Linked DNA regions of Anas platyrhynchos: region 2 is linked to region 1. Evidence: chromatin contacts called from public Hi-C data. All regions are on one chromosome and are shown on one strand. The core of a region is the stretch at or near the end of the contact, and the rest is flanking DNA. Distances in the headings are between cores, read along the strand shown. Region 1 holds the start of DLG5 (discs large MAGUK scaffold protein 5). Region 2 overlaps DLG5 (discs large MAGUK scaffold protein 5).

Evidence for each region. A called contact is a pair of places that touch in the nucleus more often than the background predicts.
Region 2: a contact with region 1 is called in a Hi-C map of F5 follicle, with 2.8 times the contacts expected there. The contact joins the enhancer-like site here to the promoter of DLG5 in region 1. A contact is called at or near these places in 6 of 8 Hi-C or Micro-C datasets (F1 follicle, F5 follicle, liver and 2 more).

What each region holds. Positions count from the first base shown.
Region 1 is chr6:16,848,471-16,855,055 of IASCAAS_PekinDuck_T2T, reverse strand. DLG5 (discs large MAGUK scaffold protein 5) reads right to left here and starts at 3,591. Exons shown (of 33, transcript XM_038181721.2): 1 at 3,146-3,591. The coding sequence starts at 3,449.
Region 2 is chr6:16,899,956-16,906,540 of IASCAAS_PekinDuck_T2T, reverse strand. All of the region lies in intron 2 of DLG5 (discs large MAGUK scaffold protein 5), which reads right to left. Among named protein-coding and RNA genes, the nearest start is that of DLG5, 52 kb to the right of the region's middle. Within about 2 kb of position 4,195, at least 2 of the 8 cell types and tissues checked have an H3K27ac peak or open chromatin away from gene starts, as enhancers often do. A contact at or near this core is called in F5 follicle, where this site is marked.

The DNA.
Region 1 (6,585 bases), core at 2,342-4,841:
AATACAGTATTTCTCATATGAACAATAGAGGTAATTTGCCCAATCAAGCATCAAATAATAATCCCATGGGTCACCCAAATAGAGAAATAAAAGCAACTAGCACACTACTTAAAAGAAAGAGTAGGTCCGTTCAAAAAGCACTGGAAGATTTTAAATCAGCAAAGCATTCACTTTGAAATGGACAGAGCCCATTTCTCACAAAAACACTTGCACAGAACTGTAACATAATAACCAAACGTATTATTCACGGAAGAACTGAATGCCATCTATAAACATGACTACGGAAAACACAGCTAACAGTACTCTGTTTATTTTTTGCTTTGATGAAAAGTAGTTGCCCTTTCGGTTTTACACACTGTTGACTGACACTGTTGAAGCACAGTATTCTCAAAGTAGAAATAAACAAGCTTAAAAATACACATTTTATTATAAAAACTGTCATCAAACCACTACAAAGTTTTATATTTAACACAAGCAAGTAGAAACTACTATAAAGGACAAAGATATTTAAACAGGGATGGGACTGGGGAAAATTCTACAAAGAAAGCAAGCCCCTTGTAACCTCACTACACTTATCCACACTTGAGGTCTTCCAACAGATACTAGTACCCCAATTCTTTCCCTTTAGCCCTCAGAACAGCTGTTGACTTCCTTTCCTGTTGTGTAGATAAATACTTATAAAAGTGTCAGCTATACATTGTCCAGCCAGCCACAAGAGCTGTTGATATAAACAACAGCCTACATTTCCATCACAGTTCACGTTACATTTCAAATCTGAAAGGAGATTATATTAAAAATGAGACAGAAGAAAACACAGTGATTGCAACCGAAAAACAAAGAGAAAATGCAAGCCTAACCACATACATGGAAGCGTAAGGAGAACAACTCTCTCACTTGTGTCATAAACAGACTACATTTGAATTCTCCATCTCTGAACCAAATTACGTTGCTGACTACCTTCCCCTTTCTTTCACAGCAACATCGGATGGAAGAAAGGAATTAACAAGTACTGCTACAGTATCAGTTGTAAATCATTTTCACCTACAACAGGCATTCAGGAGGTGTCCTTTACACAAGTATGCCACTGCAAACTGTCATATTCCATATACTAATGGTAATCCTAAAACTTAATTCAGCCAGACAAATTCAGTTAAAGGGGTATTTAAGATGGAGGTGTTTGTTGTTGTTTTTTTCCCCTCTTTACGTAATACATGCTGAGGACTGTTTCTCTCGAGTATTTTAAAACCAGAATCCAACAGCATTTCTTACTACTATGTTTACAGTTTGCTACTACACCCAAAGAACAAAACGCAGCTTGACTCATCCGCCTTCAGCATCCACAGTGAAAAGAAGTAAAAATCCTAAGTGGCAAGACAAGAGAAGACGGGTGGTCAGACTTCCTACAGGGAGACACTACAATAAAACCTGGTTACATCTGAATACAGGTTCAAACAAGAACCCTTCTACTGCACTTACCCTCAAACATTAACCCTTCACATAACATATTCAGGATGAACTCACACAGCAGCTGTGATTCTTCAGAGGCATTCGGTGCTCACACAAGCAGTCTCATGACTACTTACCATGAGACCTCCTCAGACAAGTAATGCCGAAATACATAGGACAGTCTTTGAAGGCTCGGGTCCCCTACCTTCATACATGCATGACAGCTTATCCCTAAGCTCACTCACTGGTAGCTATTTTCTGCATACTCATTTGTAGACATGTTTATTGCAAAGCAAAATAAAACAGAGCCCTCAAAGTTAGCTCTTCTTTTGCTTTCATTTATCGGTAGTAATGAAAACCACCCTGTCGGGGGACCATCCTTCCCCATGCAGATGTTAATAGAATTCAGATGATCCTCAGGACCACATTCAGTCAAGAAGGATATGGTTAGTTTTGCTAATTAAACTACATTTTCCTTATGAGCTCAGTGTTGCGACATTCTGCAATTCTTTCATATAAAAAATAAGAAGTATTACAAAGTACAACATACACTGCATTTTTTTCTTGGCATTCACATTTTACACCTCTGCTTAAAAGGCTGGGGAACACTGGTAGACCAGTACAATTAATATGTGTTCTCAACAAGACAAGCCCCAGCATTAATCTAATCATACAGAAACATCATGGGTCCCATTTCTGAAAAGCAGCAGTGCCCTCATCGCCCATTGATGTCAGACCACATAATGCCAGAAGTGTTGAGGTCCATTGTTTAGTCTGTTTTCCCTCTCCTGTGAGGTCCCGCCATATATTCATTAGACAAGGCCATACACTATTAACACATGGATATGAAACAAAACAGAAGACCCTGACGCGTTTTTCTATTTGGCAAACTATTACCATCAACAGCATAACTCAAATAGGGGCAGATCACACGGTGCAAGTGCGCACAGAAGCACCATTTTCCTGACAGAAGCAGCTCTGAAGAATTACATTTTTTTGACCAAGTCCTATAGCCTGTAAGGGTCAAGAAGCCCTCCCAAAGCAGTTCCTTATGTAACCAGGTAGTCATCCTGCAATTCCCAAGTCTGGTAACAGCAAAAAAAAAAAACAAAAACACAACGTTCTTCTTAATCACTCGGCTTGTACGCACGCTACAAGAGGATGCCTGCACATCCCCTGGACAAACATATATTTCCTTATCTACGGATTTAAACGCAGATTTATTATTTAGTTCAATTTCAGTATTTCTCATCTAGAAACACTGCTGGACTTGAGGATTACCCCCTCTTTTTCGTTGTTGTTTTGTTTTTCTTCTGAAGCTTGATACCATCCCAAGAAAAGCAGACTGTGGTGTGCAGAAAGGAGGGAAGGGAAGACCCCTGGGCCAAAGCCCAGCTTCCGAGGAAGGTTCCCGCTGAACTCCTCTCACCTGGGCGTGCAGTTACACCCAGCTCTCCTCCTCCCAGCTCACCCCCGAGCAGCACAGCCCGCAGCAACCGCGGGACCCCCCGCAGCACAGCGCCCCAAACAGGGGTTCGCAGCCTGAGCACCCGGCGGAGCAGGACTTCGGGGCTCGTCCCCACCTCCAGCCCCGAGGGGCCCGCTCTGCCCGGCGGGGCTGGGCGGGGGCAGCCGCTCGCCCTCCCTCCTCCTCCTCCTCCTGGTCCCGGGCCGTGCCCGCGCCCCCCGCCCCGCTCACCCGCCGTCTCCTCGGCCGCCGCCGCCGTCCCGGGCGCGCCGTTGAGGTAGAGGATGGAGAGCAGGTGGGGCTGCGTCTTCTCCAGGGCCACCCGCAGGTCCTGGAAGTGGTCCCGCTCCTTGGCCAGCAGCAGGGCGATGAGCAGCTCGGCCTTGCCGCCGCCCGCCGCCTCCAGGTCGCGCAGGTCGCGGGGGCCGAGGGCGCCGGCGGCCTCCAGCAGCTCCACCACCTTGTCCACCTCGGTCATGGCCTGCGCCAGGCTCTGGCGGCACTGGGCGAGCAGCTCCTTGTGCTTCGGCTCCATGGCGGCCGACGGCCAAACTTCGCCCCCCGGCCCCGGGGAGGCGCCGCCGCCGAACTTCGTCCCGGGGAAGCGGCGCCGGGCCGGGCCGAGGGCGGCTCTGCCGCTGCCTCCCTGCGGCGCACGGGGGGCGGCCGCTCCTCGTCCTGCAGCCGGCGCCCCCCGGGCGGCGAGACAACTTCTCCTCCTTCTTCTTCCCCTCCTCCTGCCGCTGCCCGCCGGGAAAGGGGCAGCGGGAGCCGCGGGAGGGGGTCGGGGCTGCTGCTGCTACCGCCGCCTCCCGGGCAGCCGGCACCCCCGCCTGCTGCGGGGCGGCGCAGCCAACTTCTCTGCCCCGCTCGCTGCAGGCCACACGGCCCCAGGGCCGCGGGGCGAGGAGGAGGAGGAGTGGTGGCGGCGGCGGAGGAGGAGGAGGAGGAGGGGGGAGACGGCCTCAGCTCCAAGCGCCTCCTTTCATTCGCGGCCGCCCGCAGCCATGTTGGTTGCACAAGGCTGCCGCCTGCGCCCAGACGGGGCTGCGGCAATGCATGGCGCCGCCCGCCCGCTCCTCGCCGCCCGCCGCCACCAGCGAAGCGCCGCGGCCGCCCCGGCCCCGGCCGAGCACCGCCCGCCGCTCGGGGGGTCCCCGCCGGCCGCCGGGGGGTGGCGGAGGGGGGCGCGGAGGCGGGGCGCGGGCGGGGCAGGACCCGAGCCGCCGCTCCGAGGGGGGGCTCCGGCAGGAGGCGGGCGGCCGCGGGCAGCGCTCTGCGCCCAGAGGGGGCAGCACGGGGCACCCGCAGGCCCGGGGGGGCCGCCCCGCACCGGGCCCGAGGCTGCGAGGGAGGCGGCGGCGGCGAGACAAAGGCCCCGCTGCGGGCCGGGGGGTGCCGGCGGCCCCGCCCCGGCGGCCCGGTCGGTGCGGGGCGCGCACCGCCATCTCGTGGGGCCGCCGCCGCGCTGCAGCCCTCAGCGCTCCCGGTGCCCAGCCTGGGTCGTGAGCGGGGAGGAGGCCCGGGATCCCAGCAAAACGTACCCCAAAAGCGCCCGGTTTGGCCAAAAGCCACGAAATTGTACCGCCCCGGTTGGAGCTTGGTCCGTGAGGAAGTAGAAAAATGAGAGTTTTCAAACAATAGATGAAAATACTATGTGTATAGATGTAGACGTTATAAATGCGTACATGGAGGTAAGTACAAATGGCTCATCTCCCCCAGCTGTGATTTCATCTGTTTCATAAATCACTGGAGACCAGGTAATTTTCCAATATCCCATTCTCGGCAGCTGAGGGATGCAAGTTTGGCAAAGAATGAGTAACAGCGTCTGTCCGAAGGTAAGCAGCCTGCAACGAATCAATAGCACTTCAATTTCCAAACAGTGAGGGAACAGACTGCAGAACGACCACAGCCACTTACAATCTGAAACTGACGTTTTATCTAAAAGACCTCTTGCCTTGTAGGTATGTTTCTGATGTCCTGCAAAGATAACGGTGGCACTAATGACTTGGCAGGGTGTTACCAGTAATTGCGTTATCCCCACTCACTGCATCCAGGAGCAACTGAACTGGTCCAAAAGTCAGACTCCTGGCCAAATCCCCGTATGCTACCAAGCTGGAGTCAGTGAGGTACAACGGGAAGCAATTGTTTGTTATTTTTTTTTAATAACACACTGATTCAGAGAATTCAGGTGCTGCACTGTGTTTCAAGTTATATTATGTAGTTCAACGGATGAAGATGGTGTCTCTCAGATGTGAAAACAGCCTTGGGTTATGCGCATAATCATGATATGAATTCCAGTGCTGTTTTTAGAAGAGGCAGATATAGAGTAAAGGGATTTGGGGATTTTTCTCTGCCTTGAAGGTCATTATTCAAAACAATCCTCTTGATACTTGACAATATGCCATGGTTTTGAAACAAGTTTTTTCATGTTTCATCCATTGTTACTTACGCTCTTGTAGATTCCTTTCTTCTAATTTTGCATTGCTGTTTGTCTTAGGAACACTTTTACTAAGTAACATATACAGAGATTAACTATGTTGGTTAACAACTGATGTTGCAATACCTGCAAACTGTGTTCTTCCTAGACCCTTTGATTTTATCTCAAAATATGCCTATTTCTCTCCAACAAACTTAAGCCTGTAAAGCAATGGTACATGACAAAGATACTAATTAATCGTGGTCTACATCCATTTCTTTTTCAACGCAGCAAAAAGAAGCAGATGGGAGTGAAACCAGTGGTAAGAAGGGAGCCCCATCTGCAGTCAGTCAGCCAAGACAGACAGCAGTCGTCAGAGTTGCTGTGGAAGGTATCCTTTTGTGCCCTTGAGGATGAGAATCAGGGCACTGGAGTCTTTCATAAGGTACATACACCAGAAGATTGAATAAAGATTGCACAAATTATTTGACTATTTCACAGTTATTCAGTGTGAGATTTTATAAACTCAACAACAGTCCTGTGTTGCACATGTGCTTCTAAAGTTTCCTGGTAGGAGAAATAAGCATACCACCAAATGCCATCACAGGGCACTTATGATCAGAGCCACGCTTTAGATGTATGAAGCAGTCCTCAACTCTTTAACGTAAAGACCGATTGTAGGTTTTTGTCCTCTGCCTGACTCAGCACTAGGGCAGATATGTGCTGGTTGCTGGAGGCTGCAGTAACAGAGAACAGCATTCAGGCACGGGGAACTCAGGCAACTCCAGTTCCTTTCAGAAGTCCGGAGAGAGGTGCATTTTCACAAGCATTTACTCAGACGATTTACGCCTGCTTTTCCCAAACGTGTGGCGGGGTCCTCTGTTTTCTCTTCCAAATAGAACATCAGTCTTCTGAGCCTGCAATGCCTGCCTTGCCTTTTTTCTTGTAGAAGCTTGGCTGAAAATCCACATCTCTGCCTTGCATAGAATATACAAGGATTTACCCTGTATTTATCACAGTTCCCAAAGACAGGAAGGTTTTTTTCTTACTTGAAACTAACAAAAGGAAGGATTTATTTGAAACGTAATTAAAATATGCTCTGTAATTAAAAGCTCTGCCAGGGGATGTCATGGGTGTTTGTATAAAATTGGATTCAAGACAACCTGACAAATTAACAAAAAGAAGATCATTAGATTGTCTAAACTGGAGATTTGGAAACTAGGCTACTGGGAATGTATGCCTTAGGCATTAG
Region 2 (6,585 bases), core at 2,946-5,445, 51 kb before region 1:
TTTTTTTTTTTAAAGATAACTTATCTTTTCATATGTCACAACTTATCAGTCCAGTTCATACAGATTTGACTTGCCAGAACATTATGAGAGATGGGCTTCGTATTAACACCAGTTAAAATGAATACATTACATAAATTGCAACTGGGCAGCATATCAAATTTCCTCTAAGGGGCAGTCATACATTAAAGAGTTTGGTGCGATCTTATTCTGTTTTCTAAATATCAGAGATGAGCAATGAATGATGTCTACTGTCTTCTCAGATACCTCAGATATCAATACAAAGAGGTCTTCTACCTAAGAGATGATAGTCTGATATATTATGTTTCACAACATGCTGACAATTAATTCTCCTCTAATTTTATTTCTACCCATTTTAATCATACACACATGACAGCAAAGATATAGGTTACAAATGTGAAAGTTAAAGTCCTGATGTATACCAGAATTTACTGTATTCTACCCAAAAGAAGTTCTAGAACTACTTGGCATTAGCTTTCTAAGATGTGCCCTAATAGTGCCATTTTTTTTTTTAATGAAACAACAAAAGATCCATTTGTAAAATGATGATCACTGATCTGTCTTTTGAAAGATAAAGAATTTCAGTTACTTCATCTGATCAAGTGCTAATGAGTTGCAAGGATTGACTTTATTATTATTATTATTATTATTCATTTTCTTCCTCTAAATGCAATTCAAGAAGGTATTACAGAATGCAAGAACTCCCTCCAATTTTTAAGTAGAACTACCTGTGCTTAAGTTTCCACACCGAAGTAACTTTAGGGTTATGACTACCATACATATAGCATAAGGATCCTTGTTCTTACTCCCTTCAGCAGCTCCTATAATTCTGTGAAGACAATTTGGGAGCACAGATTTAATTTTAATTTTAGTTTTATATAAAACTAAATTTTATATATATAAATATATAAATATATAAATTTATATAAATTTATATAAAACTAATTTTATATATATAAAATTATATAAACTAATTAATATTAATTTTAATTTTTAATTTTAGCTATTGCAAAACAGTGCATGCAAACAATTTAATAGCAAATGAAGAAATAAAGAACTGCAGGAACAACCTGTCTTCGGTAGAAAGACACAGAGATTTACATTGCTATAAAGAATTCTAAATGGAAGCTGCATTTGAGTTTTTCTCTCACTATTCTATAGTCCCCTCCTCCACCCAGGAGACCCTTCTTCTGTGAGGGCCAAGGATCTCACACTTGAAACACACATCTCCTTTCTTTTTACTATTTTGATTTTCTAAAACAGAAATCATTCTACATAGTTTTTAAGGAAAGATTATGCAGAAACCAAAAATAATAAACATGCACTATCCTAGGTTCATGATGTAAGGAGTAAATAGGGAAAAAAACAAATGCAAAAGTCAAAATGCATATTAACTTGGAACCGTTTGGACATGAGCAGGATCATTTCATAAAGAAGTGAAAAGGTAGACAAACACACTCTAATTCAAGTACTGACAGGCTGCATGGTCTTGGGCAAATTCAGTCCCAAAGCTATGCCAAGCAAGGCAAGGCTGCTTTACATAAAGACAAGCTAGCTAGCCTTAGGAAAGAAGCTTTCTTGACTAATGTGAAACCATTAATCTTAGTACCAGAAATTGTTTTTTCATTGACTCGTCCCTTTTTACATGCACATCAACAAATACCTGCATGTCAAACTCAATGATGATATTGTCAATGTTTAATACCAGCCAAGATTTACATGTAAGTGCTATAAAAATTCAGATCAATGCAATTCATATATTCTCCTTCTTAAACTTAGAAGAAGTCCAAAAAGAATATCATTGTTCAATTTAATCACAACCTTACATTTTCAATAGTTGTACAAAACGTCTAACAATGTTAAATCAAATTTGCGGACACCCCAAAAAGCTTCAGTAAGCTTCTCTTTCATCAGAAAAACTCAATACTCTTCATTTCCTTCAAAAGGGCTTTTATAGCTAGATGCTAAAAGCCCTTTATTGCATCTGACATCCTGATGCAGTGTAAGGAAAGCGACCTGTGCTTCCAGCTTTGTATTCTTTTTCCATCTGACTGCATATTTTACGCAACAGTACTTCCTTTCTGCTCTTTAACTAGACAAACTGGTCTTAAAATGTACAAGCCTAAAGGCTAAATTTCCATTATCCAAATGATGCCACCTTACAGTAACTTACCTGCTTTCTCAGATAACCTGCATTTGTTAAAAAGGATTTACTGTGTGTCTTGCCAAGTACAACTCATTCATCTGCTTCAGTAAGCCTCAAAACTCATTTCTGATGTTAGGTCCACTTTGGCACTGAGAACACAACAGTATGCAAGCCACTTTGCTGGCCAGCCTCCAGGTAAGCTGTGCTCCACTAACACCTGAAACAGCCCTACGCTGGGTGTGCGTTACGGACAAAATAAGTTTTGACTCCAATGCAGTATATGCAGTAAGTCCTGAGTACACGTGAACTTAATCTAAAGCAGATTTCCCAACATATGCTGCATTGAAAAATAAATAAATAAATAAATACATACATACATAAATTTCAATCTGAAGCAATTGTATCTTCCCTAACTGTAGTTCAAACACCTGACTTCACAGAAATCATAAAGATCCATTAACATGGTACATACCAAATAAAATTATTGATGATTTTCCTAATCATCAATGACTGAAGAGATAATACAACCATACAGAAACCACAGCACTGTTAACTTCATTTTCATGTCACCCCCATTATTTTGGTGTGGGGCAGTGCATTCTTTGAAACACACAACATGAAGAGAAATATGACTGTTGTGCTTTTTTTTAACTGACCAAGATGCGTAACACTGAAACAAGAGCATGTTGAGGTAGGAAAATGAGTACCAATGCATGAACAACTATTGTTTGTTTGCTTTGTTTTTAAGAAATACTATGAATATATTTTAAGTTATGATAAAGTCATTAATTTACTCCGAGAATACACTTGTATGAGTGTTAACCAATTCAAAAGGCAATCTACCATAAGCTAACATAATGCTTCAAATTTTACTTGGACTTTTTCACGTCATCTTACAAATTTGTGCTAATTCTTGCTTGCAGGCAATCAGACTAGTCATGGTACACCTGAGCCTTTCTCACTGCTTTCATTCCAAAAAAAAACAACATGGATAGTCAGAATATCATTTCTCTATGGCCTTGTAAATCATGAAAGAACATGTTAATAAAACTAAAAGATTTTGCAAAACAAGACAAAAGATGTGTTGCAAAGTATGACCAATAGGGTTTCTCCCTAAGCTCAGGAAGACCTACGCCAGGTGTAGGAAAATACCAGCTAAAATATTGACTTGCTCTCAGTAATTTACAAGGACTAGAATAGGATTACATAACAAAAGCTATCATTTAGATATATTTCCTCATGTGTATCTTTTGAAGTGGTCTTGAAATAACGGATCAGAACTGCCTTGCAAGTGAAATAATACTTTAATGAAAACAAGCAACAATGCATGGAGGAAGGGAAACTGAAAAGCACAATACTGAACAGTGGAAAGAGTTTCATCTGACAGACAGAAAATTTAACAGGTTATGAAAGCAGCAAAGATCATGTAACGTGCAAGAACAAGAACATAAAACACTTCAGTATTTGCTTTAATACAGAATATAACAAGATAAATCAACTGTCCAGAATATGAAACAAACTTCAGCTTAGATAAACTTAAGACTTAAGAATCTGAAGCAGTGAACCACTGAGCAGTGGTTCTGGAAAGATCAACATGAATGATAATCCCAATCTAATACCCAGTAATTACAAGGAAGGAGAAAAAATACCAGGTATGTCAGTTCAAAAATTCCCTGCAGAACTTTTCTTCAGTAAAATACAACAGAGAATAGAATCTGTAAACCTGTACCATGACCATGAAAATACAGCTGAAGCTTCTGGAGTAGAGCAGCTAAGAGCTCCCTTGTGGGAAAGATCAAACCCTTTGTAAGGCTTACAACCACACAGCAAAAGCATAACTTGGGCTCAAGAACCCCATGCAAACCTGAGCAGGGCAACTGCTAGGGTCAACTACTGCACCCCGACCAAAAGGCTGAGACCTGCCAATACTCACCCCTTCGAGGTTTTTCCTGAGGGGAGTTCTGAGCATCGTTCCACCATACTGTTTTACAGTCCTCAAAGAAAATTGCTGACACCAAAAGGATTTCCTGAATGCACAGACTGATAAAGGGCCTCAGGGAGCAGTAAAGACACCGTGTTCCAGACGTGCTGTCTGGAGTGCAGGAGATGGGTATTCACACATGCTGTATTCCCATTCAAATCATTACAGATGGAATCTTCAGGAATTCCGTAAGTCAGCTGCCAAGCATTAAGAAGATACTGCAGCGAGTGAAATGGCATGAAGTGGTCAGATACTAATTACAGGTTTTCAAGCAGAATCCTCAAGAGACCAAGAAGTAATTCAAACTGATTTATTACAGGCAATGTAAAATAATAAAAATAAAAATAAATCCTTCCTCTCCCAAGACTACATATCAGCAAAGTTAACTTTTTTTTTGTTTTTACTAGTTTTAAAAAAGAGCATCACATCCACTGAACAATTCTTGAGTACTTCTGAAGTGACAGAAGTTGAAAGAACACTGCATGACTACATTTTAACCCATAGCTACAAGGAAATGGATGCCATAAGTCAGCGAGAATACAATGAAGCTGTTCAAAGAACTTAGTACTTAAGAGAAGGTGCTTATTCGTAAACACATTGAAAATCAGGCAAAGAGATTAAGGATAACCTGTATGATTCATGAACCAAACAGAGGAAAATCAAAGGAGAGTGAAGTTACTCTAAGTTTGTGTAAGAGAGTGGTTATTTCATAAGCCATGCTTCCAGTAAACTCAACATGTACTACTCAGATCAAAGGAAAAGCAAATTACATAGGATTTAAATCTATAAAAAGCGGTTTGCCTCAACTGTTGAGGTCAAACTTTACACACAAGAAAAAATGACTTCTGAATAGAGAGTATGACTGGGATGGAGGTAGAAGGTTGAAGTCTGGGATGCCCAAAAGGATCCTGATGTGGTGTACTGGAAGCATTCTTAAGTTTTCTGCATCATTTGTGACTCTTCAGCAGGTGTTGTATTAGCACATGCTGACAAAGGAACAAGTGACAACTGTCCAGGTGTCTTTATCAAATGTAAAGGTTGTGTTTGCATTAGCACAAAACCAAAAAACATCAACAAAAAAGAGATCTACAGGCTGACTGCCAAGGAGGAGAAGCAAAGGGAAGGGAAATGACATTTTCCAGCAATGAAATAGAGTTTATCTTTGAAGGAGTATCATAAACCACACCTGTAATTGAACACTTTCTATGAATACTGAAAACAATTACTTTGTTATGCACAGCTGTACAAAGTGTGAGGCAATAAATAGAAACAATATCAATATAAAGAGACAGCTGTCAAAATGGCCAAGGTGAAATGGTGAAAAGAAAGACTATGCTTTGTTGGGAAGGAATTATTATCAGATGGGAGGGGTGTAATGTTTGCTTTGGAGTAAGAATTAAGGGCCTCAGATTAAGCACTTGAATTGCAATTAGTGAAAAACTACCTGTAAATAGCCTGTCAGGCTGATAAGCTAACAAAGTGTTAAGCAAGGAAACACTGTTGGTTCAAGTCAAATTTGGAAGAGATCAGTGGGGACAGACATATGGAACCTGATGACTACAAGAGAAAGTCATAAAACGATATTGCCGATGATGGCGTTTGTTACAGACGGGAATGGAAATTCACCTAGTAAAAGGCAGCACAGTGATACTAACAGGGTAAGAAAAAAAACACGTAGGACTAAAAGAGTGATACCAGTTGCAAAGAACTGAACAGCTGGAATAATAGCATGGTTTCAGCTGCAAGACAGAGGCTTGAATACATGATGAAGAGTACAGGGAATACAAGATTGACAGCTGCAATCACAACAACTCAGATTTAGATATGGAAATAAGGAAATTATAGAAATGCAGATGGAGAGCCTGTTCCATTCTGGAAATTCACTCATTAATATCTTGGTATAGTTTTGAAAAATGAAACAGAATGTAATGCCATTCTATTCAAAATGCATCATAAAAAAGCATAACGCAGCAGAATGTCCTCAGAGCTATTGCCTGACCCCCAAATGTAACTGCTTGTTTTTCTTTACATGTTTCTCAAAAAAATAAAGATTAAATAAGAACACTGTGCAGCAAGACGGGGACGAAGAATCACTTTTTTTTGAAAGCATTAAAAGAAAACTTCGAAGTTATATTACGTTACTGAGATATTTAAATAATGGCTTGATTCCAGAAACTATAATCCTGTCACGGCAAAACATTGCTTAGGTCAACAGCGTATTACTGGACACTGGGTTTCAAAACTCTTGTAGCATAGACTAAATAAATTCATAGAGACTTTTTTTTTTCAAAGAACGCAAGTCAGAGCAATGGCTTACCTGCCTACCATAAAAAGGGACAAAGGAGCCCGTAAAATAAAAAAATAAGAAAAAAAAAATGGGAAGTCAGGTAGATAATCCATATAGGCACAGAAACTTATTAAGACATTGTGTTACTACCTC